4 separate regions of the Mus musculus genome follow, and regions 2, 3 and 4 are each linked to region 1. The links are chromatin contacts, called in public Hi-C and HiChIP or PLAC-seq maps. All regions are on one chromosome and are shown on one strand. The core of a region is the stretch at or near the end of the contact, and the rest is flanking DNA. Distances in the headings are between cores, read along the strand shown. Region 1 overlaps Nfib (nuclear factor I/B). Region 2 has its middle 86 kb from the start of Gm11412. Region 3 has its middle 62 kb from the start of Mpdz. Region 4 has its middle 21 kb from the start of Gm11412.

Evidence for each region. Hi-C and Micro-C count contacts between places; a contact is called where the count stands out from the background. HiChIP or PLAC-seq counts read pairs in DNA pulled down with a chosen protein or histone mark.
Region 2: a contact with region 1 is called in an H3K27ac HiChIP or PLAC-seq map of heart atrium, with 4 times the contacts expected there. The contact joins two enhancer-like sites. A contact is called at or near these places in 1 of 15 datasets of contacts at CTCF or cohesin (the NIH/3T3 cell line) and 1 of 115 datasets of contacts at active chromatin or transcription factors (heart atrium).
Region 3: a contact with region 1 is called in a Hi-C map of liver, with 4 times the contacts expected there. The contact joins two enhancer-like sites. A contact is called at or near these places in 4 of 484 Hi-C or Micro-C datasets (the N1E-115 cell line and liver) and 1 of 115 datasets of contacts at active chromatin or transcription factors (fibro-adipogenic progenitors).
Region 4: an H3K27ac HiChIP or PLAC-seq map of stem cell-derived neural progenitor cells shows a contact between it and region 1, with 4 times the contacts expected there. The contact joins two enhancer-like sites. A contact is called at or near these places in 1 of 15 datasets of contacts at CTCF or cohesin (the NIH/3T3 cell line) and 1 of 115 datasets of contacts at active chromatin or transcription factors (stem cell-derived neural progenitor cells).

What each region holds. Positions count from the first base shown.
Region 1 is chr4:82,399,463-82,402,162 of GRCm38.p6, reverse strand. All of the region lies in intron 2 of Nfib (nuclear factor I/B), which reads left to right. Among named protein-coding and RNA genes, the nearest start is that of Nfib, 100 kb to the left of the region's middle. Within about 2 kb of position 1,317, at least 153 of the 459 cell types and tissues checked have an H3K27ac peak or open chromatin away from gene starts, as enhancers often do. A contact at or near this core is called in heart atrium, liver and stem cell-derived neural progenitor cells, where this site is marked.
Region 2 is chr4:81,828,408-81,831,431 of GRCm38.p6, reverse strand. No RefSeq gene overlaps it. Among named protein-coding and RNA genes, the nearest start is that of Gm11412, 86 kb to the right of the region's middle. Within about 2 kb of position 1,256, at least 18 of the 459 cell types and tissues checked have an H3K27ac peak or open chromatin away from gene starts, as enhancers often do. A contact at or near this core is called in heart atrium, where this site is marked.
Region 3 is chr4:81,503,946-81,506,645 of GRCm38.p6, reverse strand. No RefSeq gene overlaps it. Among named protein-coding and RNA genes, the nearest start is that of Mpdz, 62 kb to the right of the region's middle. Within about 2 kb of position 1,370, at least 8 of the 459 cell types and tissues checked have an H3K27ac peak or open chromatin away from gene starts, as enhancers often do. A contact at or near this core is called in liver, where this site is marked.
Region 4 is chr4:81,763,110-81,765,809 of GRCm38.p6, reverse strand. No RefSeq gene overlaps it. Among named protein-coding and RNA genes, the nearest start is that of Gm11412, 21 kb to the right of the region's middle. Within about 2 kb of position 1,334, at least 69 of the 459 cell types and tissues checked have an H3K27ac peak or open chromatin away from gene starts, as enhancers often do. A contact at or near this core is called in stem cell-derived neural progenitor cells, where this site is marked.

The DNA.
Region 1 (2,700 bases), core at 68-2,567:
CCTTTCTGCAATGTAAACAGATGCCCCAGACTGTAAAAGATATGTTAGGATATGGTCAGTGACAACTATGGAGGGAAACGGCACATGTACAACCAGCCCTAACACAGTGTTAAAGCCTTATATTAGAATGGGAGGGAAGTGATGTGGACCCTGCAGGGTGGTCTCATTAGGTGGATGCAAAAAGAGGGCCAGGAAGAATATACCAGATGAAGGGAATCAAGCACTTTAAAGATGAAATTGGAGTTTGTCTGACGTCAGAGTAAGGACATTTCAGTAATGAAAGCCATATGGGTACAGAGCATGGAGACCTGCAATTAGCAAAACAAGGGGGAGGAGCCTTAGAAGGTAAGAGCTGGGCCAACACCTGGAAGTAGGGCTTTGAGGTGAGGGGTTTCCAGCAAGTCTTTCTGGTTCATCTGGTTCGCTGAAATGGGAGAGAGTGGGCAAAAGGTCCTGCTGGAATAAGGACAATAAGGACTTTGTCATTCAAATGAGAGCAGGGTTAGCTATAGAGGATTGGGAATCGCAGACAATGAGTAGTAGAATTTAGCAAAGTGGAGCTGGTTGAGTTTGCCCTGGGGTTACAGGCAGGAAGGAACCAGGAGGTGGGCCTCATGGAAGGATTTTCTTAGGCAGTGATAGTACCAAAGGGTCCCACAGTAGAGAAAGAGCCATCCACTTTAGAGAGAGGCACCACAAAACTTCTCTTACATAGACAATGGAACTGGTCCCCAAAGACAAAAGGATGGACCTTTGATGGTTCCAGATATATGGAGTCTGAAGTCAGTTAGGACACCCTGTGGCTGATGGGACAAGCGGTGGTGGTGGTCAGGCATCCCTGGGCTCTGATGCCGGGTGGAAGATTAATTTTGATCCTTCCTTATGAGGTGGAGCTCAGGTAGTGTTTGAATATTCCCTTTTTATTTTGCTTCTCAGTGTTACTTCAGAACAGCGTCAAGCATACTAGGTCCTCATTTATTTTTTTATATTAACTTTTTTTTTTTGAGGGAGAAAATTCTTCAAGGATGAAAGTTCTGTGGGATGTTTCTTTTTCCAGTTTGAGAGAGAGAGAGAGAGAGAGAGAGAGAGAGAGAGAGAGAGAGGTGTTTGCAATATCTTTTCAATTTAATTTTATTATTTGCTGTTGTGTTTAAAGAAGCAGAAGCTACTCTGAAATTTAGGTGTGAATTTTGGAGAAGACATGAACAGTTTCATAAAAAAATGAAACAAAATGTGCCCAACCACTGAGTGCACCCCGGGGAGTAAACCCTGCCCTCAGGTCCCTGATTCACCCTGTTAGTAGCAGCCAGTGAGGCTCAGTTTACTGGCACAGCCTCCTCTGCCCTTCCTCTCCGTGTGAGTCCCAACCTTAGCAGGCAAAGGCTCAGAAGCCTTGGGATGAAGCTACATCATCCCACAGTTGAGCCAGCTAATGCCTAAGTACAAACAGTAGCCGGCAGTAAGTGGGTGTGGCCCTGCAGCTTCCTGGAGTGTCTTACAGGGGTTTGTCTTTGTTTGTAGATGTCTGGGTCCTGCAAATGGACTCCCGTCTTTGTTCAGTATGCAACTTTGACTACGTAATTTTCTTTGAGTTAAAAAAATAAACCAGTGGAAGGCTTGCTAGTTAAAGATCACACACACACACACACACACACACACACACACACACAGCCTTCAGAAGCAAATGTTTGTGGGCATAACCAGACTCCACAACATTTTTTTCTTTAAACTCTCTTTAGCCCTTGTCATCTTAAGATGTGCCTTATGCCTTACCACTTCCCTGGGAAATACGACTCACAGGAGCAAATTACGTTTCTGAGAGAGTCCAGGAGGATCCTAGTTAAGTAGATTAGGGTCTGGCATTCCTTTTAGCTTCATCAGTCATTTACAGCAGAGGATGGACACTGTAGCCGTCTGCGACTTGCCAATTAGCTGGGCTTTCCCCGCTGTTTCTGGTTTGGCAGGGATGAGGTGGTTCACCCTGCTGCACTGCTGCCTGCCAAGGACACATGGCCAGCTCCCTGCTTCCTGTCTTCCTCTTTGTGTCCTGGCCTTGCCTTCCAGACAGCTGCCAGGTTATGGTTGCCAAAAACCTTCCTTCCTTCAGAAAGGTCAAGTAACCTCAAATCACCTTTGCCAATATTTGTGTTTTCTTTTTAATCCTTCTGTGCTCAAGTTGGAGAAAACTGTAGCACTGAGTGGAACTTAGGGTCACCTCGGATCTCTTGGATCTGAACCTGAAGCATCCCTGAGCCAGTCCGGATGGTGCTTCTAGTACAGTTCTGTTCACAGCTCTGTGAAGTGCGATCGAGTTCAGGAGGGTTCAGTGTGGATCTGAGTGCTGCTGCTTTTTAGGATTCTCAGTTCACTTGTGATCTTTGGCCAAAGCCTGATGCATTGCATGGCAGGAAGAGAAGAATGTGGAGATAGGTTTTGGCTAAAGGCTTACTTTTTTTTTTTTCTTCAAAGAACTTGATAGTTGCAAACCTGTCTTTGCTTTCCTGTTTGGTGTCTGTGAATAAGAGTTAGCAGCCTGTCCATGGCCTGGGGACAGCGAGTGAATTAGCAGGAGCTTGCAGGATGGAAGTACCACTTCCTTGGCCCTGGCATGGCTGTAGGAAACACAGTCGCTGGGACTGAGGTTCAAGATCAGTGTGAATAAGTGTTTTGAATGACACTCACCACTCACCAAATGCATGC
Region 2 (3,024 bases), core at 7-2,506, 570 kb after region 1:
AGGGTGCTATTAAAAAGCAGGCTGAGGAAGGATGGAGGAGCAATCCAGTAAGCAGAGTTCCTTCTTCGATTCTGCTTCAGTTTCTGCCTCCAGGTTCCTGCCTTGACTTGTTTTGATAAAGGACTGTGATGTGGAACTGTAAGCCAAATAAACCCTTTCCTCCACATTTCGTTACAGCATGTTATCACAGCAATAGAAAGCAAACAAAGACAATATCTGAGTGTCCCTTATTGCTGCCATTGGTTTTGATGATTCTATACACAGCTTTATAACTGTGCCTTCATTTAGAGTCCATAATAAATCTATAAGTATTTTTATATTTATCCTAGGAGACTATAAAGAGAATTGAAATATTTATAATACTCAGTGAAGGAACTAAAAACCCTGAATTTAACATGGAAATATATGCACCTACAACTTTCTCTAAAAACCTTAAATTACCATTTATCTATCTACCTACTTACCTATCTATGATATGATCATACTCTATCACAGAACATCCCTGCTTAATTATTCCTCAATCACTGCTCCTTTTAATTATTTGTAGTGTTTATAGGTCAGAGCTGAGGGTTGAGAACCTGGTATGCTTCTAAGGAGGATGTTGCACTAGATGTCTAGGTGTGGCCAAGAAAGACAAAGTAAAAGGAGAGACACTGACAGCTGTGAAATGAAAAAGATAAGGACATGAAGCCGACTTTAAAACGGGTTGGATCAGCACTCAAGAAAGAGCATCCCTCAGCGCAGCTGACTATGCACTAACTTTATAATGGGATTTCAGGCTGGCTGTGAGCCAGCAAATTGCCTTTCTTCATTTGAATGTTCATTTGGCTAACTGATCCTTTTAGAATACCTGTCATTTTGAGGTTAACAGACCAAAAGAAGCCACAAAAAGAGTTTGATCTCTGTGTAGCAGAAAGCAGGTCTTGAGAATGGAGAACTACAATTAACTAGTATATAGGAGTGTCAACAGTATCTTTGGAATCACAGGATTTGTTGTGCAAGGAGAAATTCATAAATGCTAATTTTCTCTCTTTGGGCACAGAGGGTTTGTTCTCTTCCTAACTAAACTTGGGGACTTTATGTGTGTAAAGTTTACCAATGCAAAGTTAGCAGAGTGTACCCACTCAGATCCGGGATGTAGCTGAAGGAGTCTTGTTTACTTTTCCATGCCCCCTTTCCTGATTTGGTCCTCATGAAAACTGGAGAAAAGGAAATGCCATTAGCCTGGGCCTCCTAGAGACAAAGATAAGGAGAGCCCTGCAGGCTGACCCATATCAGGGCAAGAGTACAAGGCAGGAACTCACTGACTGGCAACCGACTAACATTCCAGGATGGTTTGTCGCCTCTACTTTACTAAGAATGGTGAATCATGTTTTCCCATGTTCTATCTCTTGCACTTAACATCTCTGTCCTCAAATGTCTTTTTTCCACATGGGAGTTGAATGTGTTATAGTTTCAGTTTCTGGCTTTTCCTTGCCCTGTGACTTAATGAATGCCACGTATATCTGGGATTTTTTGTTGTTGTTGTTGTTGTTGTTAATTGTTGTTGTGTTAAAACCATGGATGCATGGATCGGTGACTGTGTTCCATTTCCCCCATCCTCAGGAACAGGACCTATCCTCCTTTAAGATCAGAAATGGATGTGCTGCTGGCTCAGGTTTGAGTCTGTACTAAAGTGGAAGTCTCTTACCACTACCCAGTACTCTCCACGATAATGAAGTTGGGCCTTCTGAAGAATGGAATCCATCTTGTCTTTTATTGACCTTTTTAAAAAGCCCTACCAAACAAAAACACCAACCATGAACACAGTCCCCAGACACTTTTCTTCTCTGATGTACACCTGCATGCCTCAGCTATGTCGTTTATTATAATATGACTCTGGCCTTGCAAAGTTGGACAACTGAGTAAAAAGGCAAATGTCTACCATGTACAATGCTCATCTCACTAATTCCCTTAATTATAAATATTTATTTGTCAAAGCCTTTTACATTTATGATTTCAATAATTCTATTTTTCACTGATTATTACCAAAGTTATTTTTATTAAATATTCTTGCAGAGTTTTCCCTCTTGTGGCAATATCATCCATATGATGCTGACAACAAAATTATTGAAGTGTAAAATCCTGTGGTTCAGTCACTTTCAGTTAAGTTGTATACAGTCTTAATAACTATAATAATAAGAACAGCTCACAAGATAGTATAGACAATTGCCTACATTCAAAGGACCCACTAAACCTTTACATCAAGTTTCTGGGATCCAGAAGGAGTAGAAGAAGTAGTTGACTCTGTGGAGCTTTAAGGACTTTTCATCTTGTCTGAATTCTTTACATATTACACAAGGACATCCAAGAAAGTGTCAAGTGAGATTTTGAGTTTTCACTAGGATAAAGTTAGGCTGGATCTACTGAGCTGATGGATTGGGGTGGAGGGTATGTGTACATATTCCAGAGAGTGCTGTGCCCACAGACTACCCACATAGCATTCCTCCGGATCCCAGAGGCTGCCAAATCCATCACCCACCTCCTGTCTCCCTTTGCTTCTTATCCTGGCTTTGCTTCTAGTTCTGTTGCTTCAACTGGCTCTCTTGGTTCCCTGGACCCCAACTATCTCAAAAATCTGATCCCCTGGATTCAACTAACAGTCCACTTGTTTTAATGCATCTTTGACTTGACACTGTCCTGAGCTTGCTCATTGGTTTCCTCCATGAGAGGAAGGCTACTTTCTTAGGCAGCTGCAGACAACCTTAACCTTAATGCTCTCTGGTGGATAATATAAATTGATGAATTGCCTGCCTTCCATCTCCCCCTTCCAAATCTCTCCTCTCTCTCTCTCTCTCTCTCTCTCTCTCTCTCTCTCTCTCTCTCTCTCTCTCTCTCTCTCTCTCCCTCCCTCCCTCCTTTCTTCCCTCCCTTATTCCCCCAAGTCTATTGAAACTAACCCTTTCGATCCCCTTAAATCCCAAAGACCAGAAAATATTTACTGTTCGAATTTGTGTTCTTATATTCTTGTATTAATTAAAGTTC
Region 3 (2,700 bases), core at 121-2,620, 900 kb after region 1:
CCCTCTGATGCTTTTTAAATTCTTTTTTATTAAATCAGATATTTATTGTGCATGGCTCTCAGAGTGAATGTGGAATCTGGACTTGCAGGGTTCAGTTCTTTCCTTCCACCAAGTGGAGGATAGAGGTCAAGTTGTCAGACTTGGCAACAAAACTTTTACGCCTGGAGCTAGCTCACTGGTGCCTCAAGTCTCTGATTCTTAATCGAGACCCTATTTGCACACACGTCCTCTTGGCCTGTGTTTAATAGGTAATTACTTGTTCCATGTCTGTGTTCCTTGAGAAACAGAACCATAGCTAACCTCCAGAAGCAAAAGGTAAAACCGACATAGCCTATGCTGTTAGACACCCCAAATCGGACACGCAGTTTGTATTCACCGACATAGCCTATGCTGTTAGACACCCCAAATCGGACACACAGTTTGTATTCACCGACATAGCCTATGCTGTTAGACACCCCAAATCGGACACACAGTTTGTATTCACCGACATAGCCTATGCTGTTAGACACCCCAAATCGGACACACAGTTTGTATTCAGTTAATACTTCTAATTGACTGCTTAGTCTCTGAAGTGGGCAACCTCAAGCTTCAGTTGTTAATTATGTGAAGGTGTCATCAGTGACATGTGCATGTCTTTCCCCTCTTGCCTTTATAAAAGCCCTGTGCTTCCTTTGTGACAGGCCTGCCTTTACTTCCTCAGAACTACCAGGTCAAGGGAATTAATTCTGTTTCCTCGTGTAATTCTTACAAGCTAGAGAGAGTCTACAGTTCTACACCTGCCTTTAATTATTTATGGCCGATAATATATGTACTTAAGAGCTATTGAATAAATAAATAGGAGTGAATTAATGAACTGTGCACTGCTGCTGAGTGGATAGTCTCTTTTTTAATTCTAACCTTATTTTTTAAAATATGTTAAATGGAGATTTGACCAGGAAAATTTCATTTAACAGCTCATATGTACAAGCCACCTAGTCATTGACTTTATGTTTCTCTACATCAACTTAATTATTTCACTTAAGCGGTGAGCTAAAATATCCGTTAAGGGCTTTATTTTGTCATACTTGAAAATTCTCTGAGCTCACGGGATGAAACTGATTAGCATGTTAGTTTATATTCATTCGTTACAGTAATTAGGCAGTATCTTGGCCTCCGAAGGAAGATAGCTTAGCCTGGGAGAGCAATCTTGCCATTAGAGTGGAGCTTTAAAAATCCTATGTTTTGATGGTCTCGATTTATAATCATTTTAGTAAATGTGGAATTTGAACCCAGGTACATTTGTTTTCATTGCTTCTGTTAATGATTTATCAGAAGGTCAGTAGTTTCAACAACACTAATTTTTCACCCGTGGGAGATCACATTCCTTGTGACTGCCTTCCTCTCTGTAAAACCTGACCATTCACATCTCTCTGACCTTTCTCTGTTGCTGAACCTCATTCTGCCTGCAGCCAGAAAAGTCTCCTCTTTTTGCAAGAATCTATATAAATTGTTTGGGGCCAACCCAGTTAATTTACAGAATCTGGAAATTAGGATGTGCACAACACTCAGAGAGGCACTCCCCACTGTGCGGCAGGGAGAATTCTAGCAGCATGTTAACTAATGTGTGTGTATGTGTTGTTCATGGAGAAGTATGGTTAGTTGTTGAAGAAGCACCAGGAAGGAGATAGTACAGAGAAAGCAAACTGAAGGTTGTTACTTCCTGGAAAGAAGAGTCAGCCATGGGGCAATAGAAATGAAAAAGGACCACAGATTGGAGCAGTAAGAGAGGCAGACAGATAACGGTCCTCAGGTTTAAAACAAATCCTCGAAAACTTCACATTCATACTGATAAATCTTATCTGAATAAAATTCTTGTCTAGAATATTTTGGGGAAAGTATTCTAGCATTTTCTCTAGAATATAGTGCTGAATGGCTCTGCGATAATCTTGACTTGCAGTCCTGTGTCAATGCTTGAATAGCAAAGCATATTGACTCCAGGTGAGGAACCTGACGAAAAGCTTAGAGCTAGGAGCTAAACTCAGCAGGAAGTAGCAAGAAGGGATTTACAAGCTTGACTTAGAGTAAGAAATAAAATGAATATCATAGAATGGAGAGATGAAGATTGATCACCTGGCTAAGAAAACACAAATATAATTAAGGTTCAAAATAGTGTATTGGAAAAAAGAAAGGGAAATAATGTAAAAGTGGAATAACAAAAACCCAGAAAAAAAAAAGATGCACCCTGTTGAAGGTTACCAGAATTTCACTGCCCATAAAAATATAGAGATTAACAAGAAGTAATGCAGAGATGTCCCACTGCAGCCTGAACCCATCGGACTTCGTCATATCTTGGAGTCACCTGGAGTACGTTCTGACACCTTGTTACTCTCCTGACTTGATATTTCAGAGTTAATTTTTCGAGAGAAAATCTGGCCTGACTCTTCTTTGTGAGCCTTGGCAAATTCTTAGTCTGTTGGTGGTATGGCTGCAGGCCCAACTCTCATCTAGTGAATGTAGGCAGTGACTGCATGTTTTTGGTATGCAGGCCTGTTTATATGTGTACCAGAAAAAGAACTTCAGTGTAAAGGAAAAAGCCTTTAAGGTATTTCAGCCTTACAACAACTGCTAAGCGAGTGGTGGGCTACCTCCTTGTTTCTGCACAGGTTTCCCTGGCTTTGTTAATAAAAGCCAGATTCTCATTTCCATGGTTACCTTATGACA
Region 4 (2,700 bases), core at 85-2,584, 640 kb after region 1:
AAGATTTTGCTGAAAGCACCCAGATATAGTTGTCTCTTGTGAGACTATGCCGGGCCTAGCAAACACAGAAGTGGATGATCACAGTCAGCTATTGGATGGGTCACAGGGCCCCCAATAGAGGAGCTAGAGAAAGTACCCAAGGAGCTAAAGGGATCTGCAACCCTATATGTGGAACAACAATATGAACTAACCAGTACCCCGGAGCTCTTGTCTCTAGCTGCATATGTATCAAAAGATGGCCTAGTCAGCCATCACTGGAAAGAGAGGCCCTTTGGAATTGCCAACTTTATATGCCCCAGTACAGGGGAACGCCAGGGCCAAAAAGGGGGAGTGGGTGGGTAGGGGATTGTGGGGGTGGGTATGGGGGACTTTTGGGATAGCATTGGAAATGTAAATGAGGAAAATATCTAATTAAAAAAAACTCCCAAAAAAAAGAAATGAAACTATATTTTTAATTACTTTAAAAAATGTGCTAGCTTTCCAAGTGAACAAATGAATTGTACTTTATATCACATAAGTATGTTTATGACACACACATCTCAAAACATATTTAAATTTTATGCTTGAGTTATAAAATATGTACACATTTGATGAAATTTTTCATTGAGCACATTTTGCAAATTTCAATTTGAAAGTACTCCAGTTGAAAATAAAAAGGGCACAAATAAAACCCAGAAAATTGCAGCAAAGGATGAATCAGGTGGTAATACGTCTGCTAGGAACCACATGCATTTCTTGACCAAAGCTACGAAGGCCATCTCCAGGAGCTTCGACTGCCTCCAGGGCTCCCCTTGCCTAACTCGACTGAATTTTCTCTTTGAATACCACGTGCATCTCCACTACTTCAGGGCACCAGTTGTCCAAAAGCTAGAGGTTAGGGAAGGGCAGCTGTGTGTAGAGGTGTGACAGTCACTTTCTGTAACTCACTGCACCACCTTCAGATTCAATGCAACCTTGAAAACTAGCTTGGAGATAGTGTCTCCTTTCATTTTAAATGCCCTGGCCTTTGTCACTTTACACCAGATCCATAACACCATTTTAAGGAGGTTGTGTTGTTTTCTTTCTTTGGAGGCAAGAGGTAGGAAGAACTGACTACTATTTTGAAGCAAACCACTGTTAACCTTGGGGTTCTCCCTACAGTGGACATCCATTCCAGCAGGCGGTCCACTCCTTCAAGACTCAATTTGGAAAAGTGCTTTTAAAAGCCCAGCGTTGGCCTGGCCCTTTTGGTTGGATTTCTGTGGAAATTTTCTTAGTAACCATTTTCAGCTGAGGGAGTTCCCAGACAATTGTAAAGTGGAAGCCCTGCAGGAGGAGGGGAGGGCTGCTCCTGTGCTAATTAAAACAAAGGCTGCTTGTGTAAGCGGGCCGGCCTGCTGCACAGGGCTCACAATGCAGGGGCCTCCCAGGCACCAGCTCCTAAATCCGCCGGGACTTTCATTTCTAAATACAACTAAAGGAATGCTCCTTTGTGCATTCTATTTTCCTTGCCAAAGTGGAAGAAGGTGAAGCTGTCCAATGTTTGCTTTTGAATGTGGTGTGCCCAGCCGCAAGGCAAAGCTGTCCTCACCAAAAGCAGGGCAGCCTAGGGTCGCTTCCCAGTACAAGTGAGCTGCTAGGAGTTCTTGCAGATGGATACCTGGCTCCACTGGAATTTGCTGTCACTCTGAACTCAGGTGTTTAAGCAGAGATGGCCTTGTCATTCGTCTCAACAGCGGACAGGCTTCAGATCAGACCTGGCCTCAGCAAACTCCCCTATGCTCCGGGTGCCTACAGCAAAGTAAAAATCCCGGTGCCCCGTGAAAAAAAAGAAATGAAGACATGCCTGTGCTTTGTCTTCCAGACTTCAGAAGCTTCCCCTGTTCCGTAGGTCACATGGACTTTATTTCAAGCCTGCCCTTCAGTGTAGTCGTCCCTTTACAGCTTTAATGGCTGTTCTGTTTCCTTGTCCATGATTATTTTACAAGCCCTTTTGCAACTTGACATGCTTTGACACAGCCTGTAGAAATGTAGCGTTGTACCCGATAGTACAGTAAGTCCAATGCCAAAGAAAATGGCTCGGGAAGGGAGCAGGGGGCCACAACACTTGAAAAGAAGAATCTTGGGCAAGACAGTCAACGTTCTTGTGACTTTCTGGAGTTTTCCAGTGTGAGTATCTACAGAGTTGAATGCCAAATTTGATTTCAAAGTTTTACAAGGTTTCATTCCGGCTAAACTAATACTTGGCTAGGTCTCCTCCCTCCCTCTCTCTTCACCCTCTCCCTCCCTCCTTCCCTCCCTCCCCTTCCTCCTGCCTCTTCATCTTTCTTTCCTCCCTTAGTCCCTCACTACTTCATCCCTCACTACCTACCTCCCTCTCAAAGCAGGCTTGAAAGACAAGGTACAGCATCCGTTTCCAATTAAAAGAATAAAAAATTTTAAATGTCTCCCTCTGGGCCTGGTGCTGAGCCAGGTGAGAAAATGGTGGGTGTGGTTGCTGAGAAAGCAGGGAGGTGAAAATCCTCCACTGCTTGAAGTCACTTTATACTTGAGAGGGCTCTCCTCCCTGTCCCATTAAAAAACAAAACAAAACCCCTAAAGCTGTGATATCTCTTTATTTCATTTGTTTTCTTTAAAATTCATTTCCCTCAAAATGCTGCTAGTTCCCGTGGACCCTGCACTTAACTCCTATTTTCTCTGTATCTCTGACTTTCGTTCATT